Regions from separate parts of the Sus scrofa genome. Here region 2 is linked to region 1. Evidence: chromatin contacts called from public HiChIP or PLAC-seq data. All regions are on one chromosome and are shown on one strand. Each heading gives the region's core, a stretch centred on a gene start, on an enhancer-like site or on the middle of the called end of the contact. The rest is flanking DNA. Distances are from core to core; before and after follow the strand shown. Region 1 holds the start of CABLES1 (CDK5 and ABL1 enzyme substrate 1). Region 2 holds the start of RIOK3 (serine/threonine-protein kinase RIO3).

The links. HiChIP or PLAC-seq counts read pairs in DNA pulled down with a chosen protein or histone mark.
Region 2: an H3K27ac HiChIP or PLAC-seq map of alveolar macrophages shows a contact between it and region 1. The contact joins the promoter of RIOK3 here to the promoter of CABLES1 in region 1. A contact is called at or near these places in 1 of 47 Hi-C or Micro-C datasets (embryonic fibroblasts) and 1 of 2 datasets of contacts at active chromatin or transcription factors (alveolar macrophages).

Annotation. Positions count from the first base shown.
Region 1 is chr6:108,114,919-108,117,618 of Sscrofa11.1, forward strand. It overlaps CABLES1 (CDK5 and ABL1 enzyme substrate 1), which reads left to right and starts at 1,426. Exons shown (of 10, transcript XM_021097743.1): 1 at 1,426-2,403. The coding sequence starts at 1,526. LOC106510679 (a long non-coding RNA gene) reads right to left here and starts at 2,325. Exons shown (of 5, transcript XR_002345445.1): 1 at 2,203-2,325; 2 at 446-639.
Region 2 is chr6:108,337,558-108,340,257 of Sscrofa11.1, forward strand. It overlaps RIOK3 (serine/threonine-protein kinase RIO3), which reads left to right and starts at 1,429. Exons shown (of 13, transcript XM_021096177.1): 1 at 1,429-1,669. The coding sequence starts at 1,607.

The DNA.
Region 1 (2,700 bases), core at 176-2,675:
CTTTAATTAAATTAATCCCTTGATCTTAACCATATTGTCTCTCCCTCAGAAAAGTGTAGAGGAGAGGTTTCTTAGACATCACAGAACTCAAGCAGTGTGACAATTGTTTCTATTGCGTTTGGTAGGTCACCCAAACCAAATAGGAGAATCTGAACGTGTTTTCAGATGGCTCATGGTAACCTACCCTCCCGCTCCCACTCCAGGACAGGCATTTGTTGGGGTGAGGCTGGGGTACAATATACTGTGAGTCCTCCCAGATCTAGCGTTGCAGCTCTGGAAGGCTCATCACGTCCTTGGACAGGTACCCATATTAATAGAAGGTATGGTAGGTGCCAAGCGGATGTTTATGAAATAAATGACAGAAAGTAACTGTGCCTATTGTTTCCAGTTTATATGGAAGAAAAAGATGACAAGTGGAAAAGGGTGTGAGGCCATCTTAGCTTACCTTGGTCTTCATGGAAAACGGAGTACGTTTCTGGGCCAAAGTAGAAATTTATGTGAGCCTTTGCTAAGAAAGAGATGAGAAGTGACAGCACCATCAAATGGTGTCAGTTGGTCTGGCCACATGGATGACGTTCGTGCGCCTGGGCTCTTATGCATCCCGGGGTGTGCATTTGTATCAGGGACTGCATCTTCAGTCTGAGAATGAATGAGACACAAACTCAACAGTTACCAACAGCTTTAAGGTGGGACTGTCCACATAGTTACACTGCCCTACCCGCATAACTATTAACAAAGACTATTTCTCTGGGCCCAACTGCAGCGCGGAATACAGTAAACAAGCTCGAGGGCCAAATCTCTGAGTCGCTCCAATTAATTGTTCTTCAGACCCTCAACCCTCCGGGGCCCACATCCTCACGCAGTGACTCAAGGGGTTCTGCTCGCGCCCCCAATTCCCAATCCAAGAGGGGCGGGGAAACGTGCTCGCCACCCTTACCTGGGCGCGCGCCCTGGGAGCCACCAATTCTCCCCGCAGGAAGCTCCGACTACCTTGACCGCCCTTCCGACCCCCGCCCCGCCACCCTCTTGGCTTTCCCTTCCTCCTTCTCTTTTTCCTCCTCCTCCGGCCCCCGCCTTCTGCCGCCTGTCTCTGCGGCCGCCGCCTGCGGCTTTGTTTTCCTCCCAGGTTTCATTCCCCACACGTGATACTGTTTTTGCAAAGAGCTCTTCGGAGCGCGAGCGCGGGGCGCGCGCACCTATAAATACGGACACTGGGGCCCGTGAGCCGGAGACCTCGCGGGCGGGGAAGGCCTGGGACCGAATGCTCAGGCTGCTCGCGGGCGGGCAGACGGCCAGGGAGCCAGCGAGCCAGCGAGCCGCGCGCGTGGGCCGGGGCGGCGGCGCCCCGCGCCGGAGCACCGAGGGGTGAGCATGGCCCGCCCGCTGGGGGGCCGGGCCGCCGCGCACGCCGCCCGCGCCCCGCGCCCTGCCCAGCCCGGGTCACCGGCGCTCGCGCCCGCCGCTTAGCACTCGGGCGCCGCTCGCTTCTCGGGGCATCGCGGAAATATCGCCACAGACGGACACAATGGCGGCGACTGCCGCCACCACGGCCGCCACCGCCGGCACGGCCGTCCGCAGCAGCGGCAGCAGCAGCAGCAGCAGCAGCGCCGGCACCGACGCCACGGGCACCAGCAGATTGCCGCAGCCGCCGCCGCAGCCGCCCCAGCCCGCGGCCGCCGCGCCGGCCCAGCCGCGGCAGCCGCCGCCCGACCCCCCCAGGAAGCCACGCATGGACCCTCGGCGCCGCCAGGCTGCCCTCTCCTTCCTCACCAATATCTCTTTAGACGGACGGCCGCCGCTGCAAGATGAGGAGTGGGCTGGCAGCGAGGAGAGCGGTGGGGTCAAGCCCGGAGCCGGCAGCGCCTGCGGCGCGAGGACTCGGCTCAGTCTGCTCGCCGCCGCCGAGCGGGGCGGCTGCAGCGCGCTTGCAGTGGCGGGCACAGCGGCGGCATTGGCAGCTGGATCCGGCCCCTACCTCCCGCCGCCGTCGCCGCTGCCGCCCCTGGTCCCTGGCGGCTACGCGACCGCGCTCGGCCCTGGGGCGTCCCGAGGGTTCGCGAGCTCCCTGGGCGCGGGCCGGGCGTCGGGAGAGCAACTGCAGCTGCCCCGGCCCGCGCTTCTCGCCGCCTGCGTTCAGCCGCAGCTGCCCAACGGGCCCGGGGGCGCCGGGCAGGAGGAGTTGGAGGAGGACGATGCCTTTACCAGCGTGCAGGTGCCGGCGGCCGCCTTCTTGGGCTCCGGGACTCCCGGGAGTGGGAGCGGCAGTCGAGGCCGCCTCAACTCGTTCACTCAGGGAATCCTGCCCATCGCCTTCTCCAGGCAGACTTCGCAGAACTATTGCTCTCTGGAGCAGCCGGGCCAGGGAGGCAGCACCAGCGCCTTTGAACAGCTGCAGAGGTCCCGGTGAGTAACCTGGACGCCGCCGCGCGCGCCTTATCTCGCGTCCCTCCCGGCCGGCTCTGTGCTGCGGGACACGGGTCGTTCCCACTTTCCCGCGCCCCGCCGGATCCCAGGGCTTCTGGCGCGAATTCCAAACTACAAGGGTACGCGGAAGAGGGATGGTCTCCGGGGAGTGTGTGTGTTCACACGTGTGTGCACGAGCCAGGCATTCACAGAGCCAAAGCAGAGGCACCATGCTCAGGCAGTGGGTCTCTGGATTTAGGGCTTAAGGGCGCCCATTGAAAAGCGGCACCAAAACCT
Region 2 (2,700 bases), core at 179-2,678, 220 kb after region 1:
GAGGAATGTATCTCTGATTTGTTTGATGTTCTTTGTTCTGCTAAGATATAAAACTGTGCTGCAAAACCGTACTTCTCTGGAGAAGTTCCTGATTTATCTAAGAGTTTGTCTTCTGTGCTAGAGTCCTCGGTTTGGCTCAAATAAATCTCTTTTGTACTACTATTATAGGTTGATTATTGATTATTTTCATCCACAGACCACCGGGCAAGTTACTTTACCTCTCTTGTGTCTGTTTCATCATCAGTAAAACAGAGATAATGATTTAATTTATCTCTCAGAATTATTTTGAGAAGTGTTATTGCAGTACTTTGAGCACTGCCTGGATATAATAAATGAGACACAGGAGTTCCCGTCGTGGCGCAGTGGTTAACGAATCTGACTAGGAACCATGAGGTTGTGGGTTCGGTTCCTGGCCTTGCTCAGTGGGTTAAGGATCCGGCGTTGCCGTGAGCTGTGGTGTAGGTTGCTGACGCGGCTCGGATCCCACGTTGCTGTGGCTCTGGCGTAGGCGGGTGGCTACAGCTCCGATTAGACCCCTAGCCTGGGAAACTCCATATGCCGCGGGAGCGGCCCAAGAAAAGGCAAAAAGACAAAAAAAAAAAAAAAAAAAAAGAAATAAATGTAATAATGTTTGGCTACTTTTATCCTGCCATGTTATGAAAATCTCGCTACAAAATGTCAACTCAAAACTTCTATGTAGTCCTATTTTTTTTCAATGTTACACAACACACTACAAAACTTGACATGCCACGCCCCGCCTCCTACCGACAACAATAAAAACAAAATCGGACCTCTTCAGTTTCCCATCTCTAAACCTGCCATTCTAGGTCTCCCACACCATCCCAGTTTAGCGGTCACCCGGGAGGAGTTCCTCTGGTGGCACCGCGGACACGAATCCGACTAGGAACCGTGAGGTTGCGGGTTGGATCCATGGTCTCGCTCAGTGGTTCGGGATCCGGAGACACCCTCAGCTGTGGTGTAGGTCGCAGATACAGCTTCGATCTGGCGTGGCTGTGGCGTAGGCCGGCAGCTACAGCTCAGATTAGACTCCTAGACTGGGAACATCCATATGCCTCAGGTGGGGACCTATAAAGACAAAAGACAAAAAAAAAAAAAAAAAAAAAAAAAAAAAAAAGTCAGGGGGAAATAAATGATGAATGAATGGAGAGCTGGCTTGCTTGTTTATTTATAGTCCATACAGTCCAAATCTTGTTTAATGAGACCCAGAAGCCCCCTCGGCGAGCCAGGACACAGGATGGACTGCCCAGAGGAAGCCACGCCCGACACCGCTCCGCGGGGCAACCAAGACAGTGACCACCACCTCCCGGTTGGGAGCAGCAACTGGAAGTGCGGCCCGCCGGGGGCGGGGAAAGGTGACCTAAGGCGGAGCCGCGGGCGGCGGCCAATCGGAAGCGAGCGTTCCAGCGAAAAGGGCGGAAGAGAAGAGGTCTAGTTCCGGACGCGGCGGCCGCCGCCGCCATCTGTCACCTCAGCTCCGGCGTCAGCAGCCCGTCGCCCCTGCCCCACCGCCTCTCTCCTCGACGGAAGCTGCTTCCCTGTCCTGCCACCTCTCTGCTCTGTTTCCGTCGCTGTCTTCTTCCCTCACATGGATCTGGTCGGAGTTGCATCCCCTGAGCCCGGGCCCGCAGCGGCCTGGGGACCCAACAAGGTGAGGGGCGGTCGTGGCTGACGTGCCTGCCCTAGTCACCTGGGCTGGTCCTCTCGGAGGGCCCGGAGAGGGTGGCAGGCGCCGGGGCGGCCCCACAGGCGACTCGGAAAGTTCTGGGCAGGACCGGGGCCACCTCGGAAAGGGGGGTGGGAGTGGAAGAGCAGGGACGGGGCGCAGGCTGCCAAGGGCCACCCTGGGAGGTTTGGAGTCTCTCTTTAGTTCGGCACCTTGATTTTTGAGCCTCTGTAGCATATATTTGGGCAGGACTCGCTTAGAGACGCTGACGTGTGAGGGAAAGCAAGTACGAACTTGTTTTTCTTGGGCCAAGTGAGTCAGCCCAATTATACACAGAAAGCCCAACTGAAAGGTGGTTTAGGAAGCTGTTTCCTTAGCTTGGCAAGTGTGGTAATCCTGTTTGGACAGTTTCTTGTTTTTGAGGCAGTAAGAGATCAATCCAGGCGCACCCTCCCTCTTCTTTAGGTTAATCAAGTGTTTTGCTACTGTAAGACTGTTATTTCTAACATCTGCCTGGGCTTTAACGTTTAAGCCTTTTCCTGTAATGGCCAACTGAAATGTTTATTTCACATTACTGGTTTCAGGCTGCTGCTTTTCAGGATACTTTCATTACAAGGGTGAAAAGATTGCCACTTTTCAGAGGATTTGCTTGGAAGCTGAAGTGCTTCAATTGAGATTTTGTGTTCCTCAAAAGAGATTCTGAAGGAAACTAACTTTTTAGCTTCATAGTTGTTCCTTTAAAAATAATGGACGTATAACCACATATTAGTTTAAGGCGTACAGCATAATGATTTTATATATGTATATATTGCAAAATGCTCACCACAATAAGTCAACATACAGGGTTTCAATTTGTGCGTGTTAAGAACTTTTAAGATTTACTCTTACGGAGTTCCCGTTGTGGCGCAGTGGTTAACGAATCCGACTAGGAACCATGAGGTTGTGGGTTTGATCCCTGCCCTTGCTCAGTGGGTTGGGGATCCGGCGTTGCGGTGGGCTGTGGTGAGCAGGCTGCA